4 separate regions of the Sus scrofa genome follow, and all the other regions are linked to region 1. A link is a contact called in public HiChIP or PLAC-seq and promoter capture Hi-C data. All regions are on one chromosome and are shown on one strand. The core of a region is the stretch at or near the end of the contact, and the rest is flanking DNA. Distances in the headings are between cores, read along the strand shown.

What was found. Promoter capture Hi-C pulls out the DNA fragments that hold promoters and counts their contacts. HiChIP or PLAC-seq counts read pairs in DNA pulled down with a chosen protein or histone mark.
Region 2: a contact with region 1 is called in an H3K27ac HiChIP or PLAC-seq map of skeletal muscle. The contact joins the enhancer-like site here to the promoter of DHRS3 in region 1. A contact is called at or near these places in 5 of 5 promoter capture datasets (fetal liver, fetal skeletal muscle, liver and 1 more), 22 of 47 Hi-C or Micro-C datasets (alveolar macrophages, embryonic fibroblasts, epiblast stem cells and 11 more) and 2 of 2 datasets of contacts at active chromatin or transcription factors (alveolar macrophages and skeletal muscle).
Region 3: a promoter capture Hi-C map of liver shows a contact between it and region 1, with 6 times the contacts expected there. The contact joins the enhancer-like site here to the promoter of DHRS3 in region 1. A contact is called at or near these places in 5 of 5 promoter capture datasets (fetal liver, fetal skeletal muscle, liver and 1 more), 8 of 47 Hi-C or Micro-C datasets (alveolar macrophages, fibroblasts, liver and 1 more) and 2 of 2 datasets of contacts at active chromatin or transcription factors (alveolar macrophages and skeletal muscle).
Region 4: a promoter capture Hi-C map of liver shows a contact between it and region 1, with 5 times the contacts expected there. The contact joins the enhancer-like site here to the promoter of DHRS3 in region 1. A contact is called at or near these places in 1 of 5 promoter capture datasets (liver), 8 of 47 Hi-C or Micro-C datasets (embryonic fibroblasts, liver, mesenteric adipose tissue and 2 more) and 2 of 2 datasets of contacts at active chromatin or transcription factors (alveolar macrophages and skeletal muscle).

The regions. Positions count from the first base shown.
Region 1 is chr6:72,597,846-72,600,614 of Sscrofa11.1, forward strand. It overlaps DHRS3 (short-chain dehydrogenase/reductase 3), which reads right to left and starts at 1,388. Exons shown (of 6, transcript XM_021095382.1): 1 at 145-1,388. The coding sequence starts at 339.
Region 2 is chr6:72,473,766-72,476,534 of Sscrofa11.1, forward strand. The region is part of intron 66 of VPS13D (vacuolar protein sorting-associated protein 13D); the gene reads left to right. Among named protein-coding and RNA genes, the nearest start is that of DHRS3, 120 kb to the right of the region's middle. Within about 2 kb of position 1,431, at least 26 of the 83 cell types and tissues checked have an H3K27ac peak or open chromatin away from gene starts, as enhancers often do. A contact at or near this core is called in fetal liver, fetal skeletal muscle, liver and 3 more, where this site is marked.
Region 3 is chr6:72,495,560-72,498,328 of Sscrofa11.1, forward strand. It overlaps VPS13D (vacuolar protein sorting-associated protein 13D), which reads left to right. Exons shown (of 69, transcript XR_002344909.1): 67 at 1,907-2,038. Among named protein-coding and RNA genes, the nearest start is that of DHRS3, 100 kb to the right of the region's middle. Within about 2 kb of position 1,347, at least 15 of the 83 cell types and tissues checked have an H3K27ac peak or open chromatin away from gene starts, as enhancers often do. A contact at or near this core is called in fetal liver and liver, where this site is marked.
Region 4 is chr6:72,526,433-72,529,201 of Sscrofa11.1, forward strand. No RefSeq gene overlaps it. Among named protein-coding and RNA genes, the nearest start is that of DHRS3, 71 kb to the right of the region's middle. Within about 2 kb of position 1,434, at least 4 of the 83 cell types and tissues checked have an H3K27ac peak or open chromatin away from gene starts, as enhancers often do. A contact at or near this core is called in liver, where this site is marked.

The sequences.
Region 1 (2,769 bases), core at 138-2,637:
GGGTGGCGCAGAAAAGTAGGGTGGCCGGCGACTTTCAGACCCTGCTCCCTGGTTCTGGCAGCGGTGGCAGGTGGGCGCACCCCCTACCCCCGAGGTCGCCCTCGCCTTCAGCCCCCACCCCCTGGAGTTGCGGTGCCCCGGTACCTTTCTGGCGCCGCGTTCTGCGAACTCCCTAGCGAGCTGGCGCCCGATGCCTCTCCCGCCGCCGGTGATGAGGACGTTTTCCCGCGACAGGTCCCGCAGCTTGGCGGGCAGCACCAGTCCGATGGCAGCTTTCACCACCAGATAGATCATCTGCAGAGGGAACACTACCAACGCTCCCAGCCATTTCCACACCATCCTCCGCGCCGCGGAGCCGGGCAGGGGTGGGGGGGCGAAACTCCCCGGACCGAACAAAATAGGACTTAAAAAAGAAAATACCCCCCCAACAATAATAAATAAACCAAATAAGGGGGAAGAGAGGCGTCCCACCTGGCCACTCTAGAAATCACCTCTTCCCAAATGCAAAGCAAGCATCGGGTGGGAAAAGGGGAAAAAAAAAAAAAAAAGAGAGAGAGAGAGAGAGAAAGAGATAAATCCTCGGGAGGAGAAAAAGCGTCTCAGAAGGTTGGGACAGTAAGAGAGGTGGAGGGGAAGCCGGAGGTGGAAAGTTCTAACAAGAACTTTCTTGCCCCAGCAGCCGTTTCGGCTGGGGAATTCTCAGGTAATGTTTACAGGCTGACAGAGGAGTTTAGGCAGGGAAGGAAAAAAAAAAAAAAAAAAAAAAAAAAAAGCACCAACCACACGCGCGCACCCTGCTACAGTCCCGCGGTTTCAAAGTGCAAGACTAAAAAAAAAAAAAGAGCTGTTTCCAAATTGCAGCGCCCCCCACCCCTTCTTCAGGGGAAAAAACAGTGTGTGTGCTGGGGGGCGGGGGGGGGGAAGTGCTTGTAGCTCCCAATTTCAGTCCGCAAAAGTCTCCCGTCTCATTGCTATTCTTGGGCTCAGGAAATTGCTTAAAAGCGATCTGATTGCCAGCAACGTGCAGGAGAAGTGGGGGGTCCGGGTGTCAGTTTCTTTACGTGCATGGCTCGCCCTCGCGCGCGCTCGCTCTCTCCGGCTCCCTCCCTCCCTCTCTCTTCCAGCGGAGCCTGGGAGTTGCCGCTCGATCCGGCTCCCTCTCTCTCCCTTGTAAGCATTTATTGCCTTCTTTTTGTCCTTTCCAACTTGGAGAGGGCCCGGGTGCGGAGCGCGCGTGGATCGGACTCCCTCTTCTCCGGCGCCTTATCCATTCGCTCCCGGGGCAGCCGCGGAGAGGAGCAAGAGGGCGCCCCCCCCCCATTTTTTTAAATACTCCATTAAGTCTGATTGACAGTTAAAGTTGTTCAGAGGCTTCACTACCGTTCCTGTGAGTGGCTGCCGCGGGCTCCCCTCCCCCTACGCAGTCTCGGGGCGCGCGCGCGGGCGCGCACTCGGGCTCGCTCCGACTCGCGCTCTCCCCCGGCCGGCTCCCCGTCTCTGCAGGCCAGGGCTTGCCGGCAGTGTCCCTGAGGGCTCGCCGCCGCAACTCACACGCCGGAACCGACTCCTGCGAGCCGGCTCCCTCCTTGAGACATTCCTCCCTGCCTGGGATGCGATCTCCCCGAACAGAGGCGCCCGCAGGCCAGGTGACCCCCTCTGCGTGCTGGGCAGGCCCAGAGGAGCTCGCGCTCGCCTCAAGCCATCAGGTCGCCCAGGGTTTATTTCAGATCCTTTGGCCATCCCCTGCTTCCAGGTAGGACCAGGAAGCCACTTCCGACCTTTGCCCAGAGGCCTCCTGTCTTAACTTTAGAGTGCACTTTCTAAACATGCCCCGAGTTGTTCAAGTAGCTGGGGTGGGGGGGAGCAGCTGGGGAGTAGGGTTTTGCTTTGAGGGGCAGGGGGTGGGCAGGGTAAAGGAACCTCTGCCCCCAAGGTGCCAATAAAATCCCTGAAAGATTAGCTGGGAGCGTATTTATTGCTCATCTGGGCTAGAATTACCTTGACTGACAGCAATTTCCTTAATAACAAAGGCCTGTAAACAAAATGTGCTAAACCAGTGCCCCCTGTGCTGTGCAGGCAGAAACTCCTCTCTTTGGGGCACCCACCTTGGCACCTCCTGTTTTCCCCCCAAACAAGAAGGTCTCCCCTGTTGGGGCTGGGCCCGCTGGGGTGTGTGTGTGTGTTGGGGGGACCTGACTCTATTTAGAGTTGTCTGTTGCAGGAAGTCTGGGAGGTGAGTCACTAAAAAGCAGTCCCAGCTAAAAGTGCTGATGGGACTTGCCTCCTGCTGCCCCTGATGTCCCAGGCCAGGAGGAGAGAGGGTGGGCCAGGCAGGTGCCCTGTAATCTGGGGCAGCCCTTCTCCAGCAAGAGGCTTGTTCAGACGCGGAGTGCTGGGCCTCACCGTGCCCCAGACGTTCTGATTCAGCAGTGCTGGGTGTGCTGGAATCAGTGCTCTGCCTGCACGATCTGCTGAGCATCTGGTGAGAAAGGCGTATTTGGGGGAGGGGGTGGCTGGGGTTTACCTCCTCCCTGGGCTGCAAAGACCCTTTAGTTCGCAGGCCTGGTGTGAGGGGGGGTGTTCTACAGGCCGGCTCATCCTTCCAGGTGAATTGGGAAAATCGTTATCTGGACCACTGGAAGAGCTAGAAGGGTTTGGGAGAGGGGCTGGATGAGAAACTGAGGGCTTAGATTCTGAAATTTAATCTTCCCACTGACCTGAAAGGGGTATCATTAACCCCATCTGCCAGGTAGTGTGGGAGGGAGGGAT
Region 2 (2,769 bases), core at 181-2,680, 120 kb before region 1:
ATAATAACATCATTGCGAACATTTTTAAACCTTTACTCTGAGTGTTTACGATGTTCTGTGTTCTTTACCCGCATTATCTCATTTAATCATCAGGACAACTTTTGAATGGCATCCGCTTAGGTGGTCAGTGGCCCTTCTTTCCCGGGAAGATTGAGGATGCATCTGGAGAGAGGTAGTTGCTGGTCCCAACCCCAACTTTAAGTCTGGTACCAGTCTTTAATCGCTCATTCTGTGTGTTGTAAAGAAACAGGTTGTGGAAGGCTCTTGTCAGATGCCAGGAACATGAAAGAAATAGCACACCCCACGGTAGTGACATGTCCCTGTCACCACCCCTCATTGAACCATAAAAGCTATTCAGAGGGGCCGGCAGCTGGTGAGCAACTGTACTTAGATCCTGGGTGCTGATGGGTGTTTTGTAGTTTCCAAGGGAAGTTGCTGAAAGTTTTCTTATCTTGACACTCCAAGGGCAAGAGGTCCTTCTTCAAAGGGAAGCGCTTGCTTCAGAAAGACGTGGAAAGAACATAAAATCACCGGTCTTCCCCAGTTCTGGAGAAGAAACAGGAAGGAGCCCGGCGGTAGCCAGGGCAAAAAGAAAGCAAGCATTCGCAGGGACCAAGAAGGGGCTCCCACAGCACTGCCTGCTTCCCATGTCTGCAATGCGAGGTCAGAGGGCAGGCCCCGGGCTTGAGTCATCTCGCTGCTATTTCTTAGCTATGGCCTGGAGCATGTCCTTCCCCCTGCTGTCTGCGAGGTGAAATTCCTTTGACTCGTGTGAAACAGGAATAATAATGCCCACCTCAATGGGGGGGTTCCACGGATTCGATGACATAATGTGTATAAAGCCCTTGGCATGACATGTGGCGTGTAATCAGGGCCCCCGACATGGCATTTGTGTCGGTGTTCTCTCTGAACATGGGGCGCTGAGCATGAGTGAAGCGGGGATTCTATCTTTACCTCTTACTTTTACCCTTTTCTGTGAAAACTTGCCGACCCCTTGCGGTCGTGCCAGGACGGGGAGTTCATGTGCTTTGTCGGGCTTTTGTCTTTCCCATTCATTCTCTTTCTTCGCTCAAAAATAGCCAGTTAAATTCAGGCCTCCAAACCTGTGCTAGTCACGTGGTTGGGATTCTGGGTGGAGGAACCCACCTGGGCGCTCAGGCTTTGTGGATGAGAACCGCACTGGAAAAGGTGTGTGGAGGCCACGAACTTGCTCTGAACCCGCTTGTGAAGAGCAGGTGATCCCAAACTATTGTTAGTGTCTGCTGTAAATGATATGCCTCTGGGTTCGAGCAGAGTTCAGCCAAAAGCCCCACATGACATGGAAATCTGTCCCGGAGCCAGGCTTGTCGGGTAAAAGTTATGTAGCGAATGCCTGCAAACATTGGCATCTGTTGTCTGCCAGAGGCCGGACAGCCGAGAATGATGGAGCGCTTACGGAAATTCGGATGGGGCATGCGACCCTGTAGCAGCTGACACGCTGTTTCAGGCCACTCTTGCTCATCCAGCTCTTTTGATAAACAGCTTTAAAAGCATTACGTGGTTTGGAAAGCATTCTTCAAAAATGGTTATATTTTCCAGACGCATGACAGTCCACTGTTTAGTATTGTTGAAGGGTTTTGAATTGTGGAATCAGATCCCCCTTCAGTGAGGCTTTTGGAACTGCGGAGGGCTTATCTGTCTGACTCCCGCGAGGACGGTTTCGCAACAGTGTTATCATGTAGGTCCCAGTCCCGGTCCTGGGTCCCTGGGGTCTGCTTTAAAAAAATGCTCTTGGGTTCAGGGTAGAGTTTGAAAGGAAAAATGCCTTTGTTCATTTCTAGCTGGGTGTGATGAGCTCTTTGAAACATTGTTCTCAACATGCACCCTTTATTTCATGGTTTCCGCATAAGGAAATTAGGAGAGAACTTTGGCTATTATAAAGCTTTAAGTCTTCTTGGAAATGAGTTTTCTCTAGGTTGTAAATGTTCATTTTGTAATTCATTTAAAAACTCATCTTCCCATCTGTCCTATTTCCAGAAATTTAGCTCCTTTAGGAAATTCTGGGTGTTGCTGGGTGAGGGAGGCTACCCAGGCTGGGCTGTGCATTTGGAACTTAGACCTACGCTGACCATGTGATAAATAGAAAGTGCTCTAGTGACAGATTTTTAAGATCCTTTAATCGAAGACACTTTTTAGTTTTCAAGACACTTTTATTTACACCATGGGTCTTTTTTATCTTTTCTTTATGTTTGGAGATAGGATTCATGGGGTTTTATTTTTATTCCCAAAGTGCCCTGGTCGAGCTGACAGAGTTGCCCGGCACATCTTTCTGATTTATTGTGTTGAAGGGACAGCAGCTCGCATTCTTTTACTCCGTCCGTGTAGGATCAGTTCCTCTTTGACGCGAGCCTCTGTGATCAAAATAACCTATCTGGATGTTCCCTTTGGGTACTGGATTATCAGCTATGAGACCAGAACCCTGATTACACCTCTGACACTGCTTTGCTTTGTGGCCTCCTGCAGACGGCTTTCCATCCCCCCCTCAGCTCCGTCTTCCCGCCTCAAAGGGAGTGAGGGTCAGCCTGGCCCTGGTCAGTCTGCGTGGCTGAGGTGTAACGCCCTGGAGGAGTGGCACCAGGGGCTCCGCTGGGGCCGGCTGCACCCTCAGTAGGAAGCTGGGCACTGGGACAAAGAAAGCCCAGGCCAGATATATGAAAGCTTGATGTTTTCTAAAAATAAAAAAGCAGTCGGTGAGTCTGAGGCAGCATGTACCTAAACTCTCCCCAGCAG
Region 3 (2,769 bases), core at 97-2,596, 100 kb before region 1:
GAGAGCTTTAGGGCTGACGGAACAGTAGGACTGTCTTGAGGAAAAGATGCTCTTTGGTCTGTCCTGGATAGATGTTTCCCTGGGCACAGAGAGAAGAACAGGACTCAGCTCCTTGGAAAAGTACACTACCCTCTATCCCCTAGTTCTTAAAACAGTAGTTGTCAGGCTTCTCCGAGAGGGGTTAACAGCAGATCCCCTCACTGCCCTCCCTACTTCCAGCCAGTCGTTGGGGTCTCAAAAGCCAGCAAGGGAGTTCCCATTGTGGCGCAGTGGTTAACGAATCCGACTAGGAACCATGAGGTTGCGGGTTCGGTCCCTGCCCTTGCTCAGTGGGTTAAGGATCTGGCATTGCCGTGAGCTGTGGTGTAGGTTGCAGACGTGGCTTGGATCTGGCGTGGCTGTGGCTCTGGCATAAGGCCAGCAGCTACAGCTCCGATTTCGACCCCTAGCCTGGGAACCTCCATATGCTGCGGGAGCGGCCCAAGAAATGGCAAAAAAAAAAAAAGTCAAAAGCCAGCAGGACCTGAGTCCTGGAGAAGGAATTGAGACTGCACAGCAGGAGTGGGCGACTAGATGATAGCAATAAAATGGGTTTTTTACCCAGTCCCTTAGCACAGATTGCCAAGACTTCTTTTTAGTCTTACTTGAAGAGCACAACAAGTAGTACTGGAGGCATCCTTACTACTGAACTTTTAAAAAAAATCATCCCTGGATTTCTGGGTTTCCAGCTCATGGCAGACGTTACCCAGGCCCGAGACTTGGGAGAGCCTGGCCTGATAGGCCAAGTGCTAACGTGGGTCCAGGAGGGCTCTGAGTCGTCCCAGTTTTGCAGCTAATCCACCCTGTTGCCTGTGGCACGTTTCTGACTGTTTCTGTGCATATTTCTACCCTGAAACGCCCCCAGGCCCCATCTGCCCCTGCAGGTAAGTCTCCACACTGCTGTGAGCACACGACTCTGGCTGCTGATTCCGGGTGTGAGCCTGGCCATCGCTTTTAGATGTGTCTAGAGAGGGTGTTTTGCTTCAGTGGAATCCAGGAACAAATAATGAAAAGTACACCAAGTACAAGGCCTGGGACAGACCAGGCACACTCTTATCAGTCATCTGAAATATGCACAGCCTTTCCAAAACAAATATGGACTCCTGTTTCTAGGAAAACACCAAAAAGTACTTATCCATTACCCTGTATATGGTTTGTGGAAAAAGACAACACCAGCCTACCCTGAAAGCCATAGCAAAGCAGATTCCTTTGGGCAGCCGACAGCTGCGGGCCACAGCTTAGAGCCTCTGCAGCATCCCAGGCTGTGGCCTGGGACCCGTCCAGAGAGCCTTCTTCTCCCTCCCCTGGTTCTGTGCCCCTCATCCTACACCCAGGCAGCTGAGCTCATCCTGGAAGGAGTGGAGACGCTCTGTGTGTGCTTACTAATGCCCAGCATCCTTCCCTCTTCCTCCCGACCCTTTACAAACCCAGAGGTGCCTCTCCCAAAGGCATTCCTAGAAAATAAAGTGTGGCCACCTGCAAGTCCAGTGGTAGGAACAAGGACAAGAGCCACCGTTGGTGGGCAGCCCACCTCTGTCAGCACGGGCTGGATGGGCAAGATTTTATTTGATCTTCACAGCACTCCTGTGAGGCAGGTGTCATCACCCTGTTTACAGAGAAAACTGGAACTGAGGGTTGAAGACGCTAACTGACGTGTCCATGGTCACGGCTGGAAAATGGCAAAGGCCAGATTCCCCGTTCACAGCCGGAGTCCTTGATCACTTTCTTACCGTGTGCTTTAAATCCGGTCACCAGCTTTAGAGTATGTCCTGTGTCAGGTGTGCTTTCGTCTCAGACGAGGAGGGACGGGAAAAGGCTTTAACGCTAAGCCCTCACCTCTTTGCTTTTTGTCCCTCTCCTCACCTAGGACTCAAGCCCAGAGGGTCCGGAAGCCGCGCTGCTGCACCGGGCCCCAGGGCCTGCTGCCCCGCTACTCCGAGAGCCAGGCAGAAGGCCAGGAGCAGCTCTTCAAACTCACAGACAACATACAAGACGAATTGTAAGTCGGAGCCACAGGAAACCAGGGCCTTGGGTTCTCCAAGTTGTATTTGCTGTCTTTGAGTCTGAGAAGTTTCTCTCTGATCCAGGTATCATCATGACTTTCAGACCTTGGAAATGGGCCCAGATTCCTCAGCCCAATTGTTTTATGGATTTAGATGGAACAGTGATTCTCAAACTGAGCTCCATAGCAGGACCTTAATGTTGGCAGTCTCCTAATTAGTTCAAAGAGAGAAGAGAAAAAGTTCTCACTCTCTAAAGGGTTTTTGCCCTGTAAAATTTTCCTGAACTCTGGTGTTCTGTTGTTTGCTGGTAAAACAAAACAGGTAAACAAATAACAAACAACCGGTTCCTGAGAATTTTGGAAATGCAGTTTCCTTAAGTTTGTTTTGTTACTCTTTGAATGTGGAGGCTTAGATACTTGGGATCTTGTTGTATTTTCAATTAGTGAAGTTTTTCCTAGTTGATGTGGTAGAATTCACTATATCACTATTTTAGGATAGCCTACAGAGACCCTTTTAGCATAAAATGCTCTGTAATCTAAATAGATGTTAGAACCACTAGGCCAGAGAAGGCAATTCATTATGCCTGATAAAGAGCAAGGTGCTAGTGTAATTTCTTTTACTGCTTATATAGCTCCTTTAAAATAAAGCAAGCTAGAGAGGGTTCAGAGGCCCATGAATGTGTTTTGGTTGGTGGAGGAGTATCTGCAGTAGAGCTTAGCTCTCAGAA
Region 4 (2,769 bases), core at 184-2,683, 71 kb before region 1:
TGCTATATTGGCTGTCTTGTCCTTCCTGGGCTTTAGGGAGCTCCTGGATGAATATACTAGACATCATGGGCTTTAGATGGGAATTTACACAGCTTGCGTTGTAATTCTTTGGTCCTTTGCCCTTTCTTCCCTTTTTTCCTTCTCCCTCCCTCTCTCTCTATATCACTCTTTCTTTCTCTCTTTTTGCTTTTAAGGGCAATACCCGAGGCATATGGAGGTTCCTAGGCTAGGGGTCGAATGGGAGCTGTAGCTGCCGGCCTATACCACAGCCCCAGCAACTCGGATCTGAGTCGCGTCTGAGACCTACGCCACAGCTCACGGCAATGCCAGATCCTTAACCCATTGATCGAGGCCAGGGATGGAATCTGCCTCCTCATGGATACTAGTCAGGTTCATTACCACTGAGCCACAACGGGAACTCCCAGTTCTTTGCTGTTTCTATTAACACATAGCATGTTTTTCTTTGGCTGCACCCGTGGCGGGCAGAAGTTCCTGGGCTAGGGATTGAACCCACACCACAGTAGCAACCCAACCAACTGACAACACTGGATCCTTAACCACTAGGCACCAGGGAACTCTCATAGCTATAATACCAACCTACCTCCACCGCCCCTGCCAAAACAAGTTTGGCATGTGTTGTACACTCAGCATCTCGGTTCAGATTAGGCACAGTTCAGTAATCACGCTAGCTGGCAGCTGCCCCATGGGCCAGAAGAGGATGATAGCACAATCCAGCGTTGGCCTCACACAGAAATACAGAGAAAATGCTCCCGAAGTGTCCAGACCCTGGGCCCTTGGAAAGCAAGCCTGGGACTTCATGTGAGGAGCGGGTTCACGGCCTCCATCTGTGGTCCAGGCTGAGGAGCTGCCTTCATTCTTCTTGGCCAGCACATCACCGGCTCCCTGTCCTGTCTGAGAGAAACCAGGGGTGGCCCAAGACGGTGACCCTACCTGACTCCTCACCTGGTCATCACCCTTTAGAACAGATCAGGACACTCGCAGGCCCCTCAAGATGGACGTGATACTGGACGTGGGGTTGGGGGGGAGGTGGTTCCAAAGGGCACGGATGCCCTTTCCTGCTCTGGATGCAGCCGAACCAGTGGGACAGTGGTGGGTCCCAGAGTTTGGACAAAGTCTCATGGGAAGGCTTCTCCGTCCCAGACCTGCCCGGGTCCCCAGCCGTGACTGTAAAGCCCCCCACGGAGGTTCAGGCCTCTGAGTTAAGGCCTTGGCACTTGGGGAGTTTCCTGGTGAACAAAGGGCAGCTTGCCTTCAGATGTTCCCCCTCGGTTTGCAGGGTCCTGCATCTGTTTCATTTGGGGGCTCTGTGGGAACACACATCTGGACAAGAACTCTCGAAAGGAGAGCCAGGCTGCCAGGGAAGAACACGAGGCCACGGGCTCCTCGTTGCCAGGGCAGCAGACAGCACCGGGAGAAGGAGGGCGTGGAGGCCAGTAGGCAGCCAGCTCCCAGCCCACAGGGTGCCCAGGCCACCCAGGCAGATGTGACCCGTTGTCTCATCTGGACACCCGGTGTGGGTTGGCCTGGCCCTGCTCCTTCCCCTTTGAGGACTCCCTGTCAGCGTTAGGGAAGGTTAGTTCAAGTATCTCTGACCATAAAATGGTGGGAGCGTCTCCTGGTGCTTCTCGGGTCCGCTGGGGTCAGAAGAGGCCAGAAGGCCTCTGTTTCTCGCTGGTTTGGCCTCTCAGATCCGGGCTTTGTTTCTAAACACCAATGTCAGATTAGGCAACTCTGCAAGCAAAACCAAGGCCCCTGGCCAGCTGCGCAGGGCGCATAAGGTCCCAGGCACAGAGGCCAGAGGTGTGCATGTGGGCACATCCCACATGACACAGGGCGGGGGAAGACAGACCAGCCCAAGGCCTTGGTGGCCGGCCGGATGCAAAGGCCCCCCCCCGGCCCATCTGTTCTGGGGCATCGCAGCCCTGGACTTGGCTGTTACTATCTATCATCTGTCTTTTTATCTACCCAGGGCAATTACATATATATCTATAGACTTTCTTCACTCTTTTTATTTTTCATTTTTAAAAAATTAGCATGCTACTACCTTACCTTTTTTATAACACGTCATGGGTATCATTCATATCGACACAGAGAGTTTCTGCATTTCTTAGAGAGCAACGTGATGGCCGTGGCACAGACACACTGTAATTTATTTAACAATCCCTCACTGATGGTCATTTAGGTTGTTTCCAGTCTACTTGCTGTGACAAACAAAACTACAAAGAATCACCTTGCTCAGACCTGGGGTTTTTTTGGTCGTATAAGTTAAAGTCCAAAAGAGGAATTATGCACAATCATAATTTTAATAAATGTTGCCCAATGACCTTCTTTTTGCAAAAAATTGAAGTGCATTTGACATACAATACGATATTGGTCTCATCTGTACGACACTCATCTGTGGGGATGTGACATTTGTAAACAGGTGGACCTCAGAGATGGTGCAGGTTTGGTTCCAGACCATCACAATCAAGTGACGACTGCAATAAAGCAAGTTACACCAATTTTTTGGTTTCCCAGTGCATATAAAAGTTACATTTCTTCTGTACTGTGGGCTCTTCAGTGTGCAAAAGCATGATGTCTAAAAAGATAATGTAGACCAAAAAAAGAGATCATGCGCATACCTTAATTAAAAAGTACTTTACTGTTGGCGTGCCTGCTGTGGCGCAATGTGTTAAGAACTGACTGCAGGGGCTCAGGTCGCTGCGGAGGTGTGGGTTTGATCCCAGCTCAGCGAAGTGGGTTAAGGAT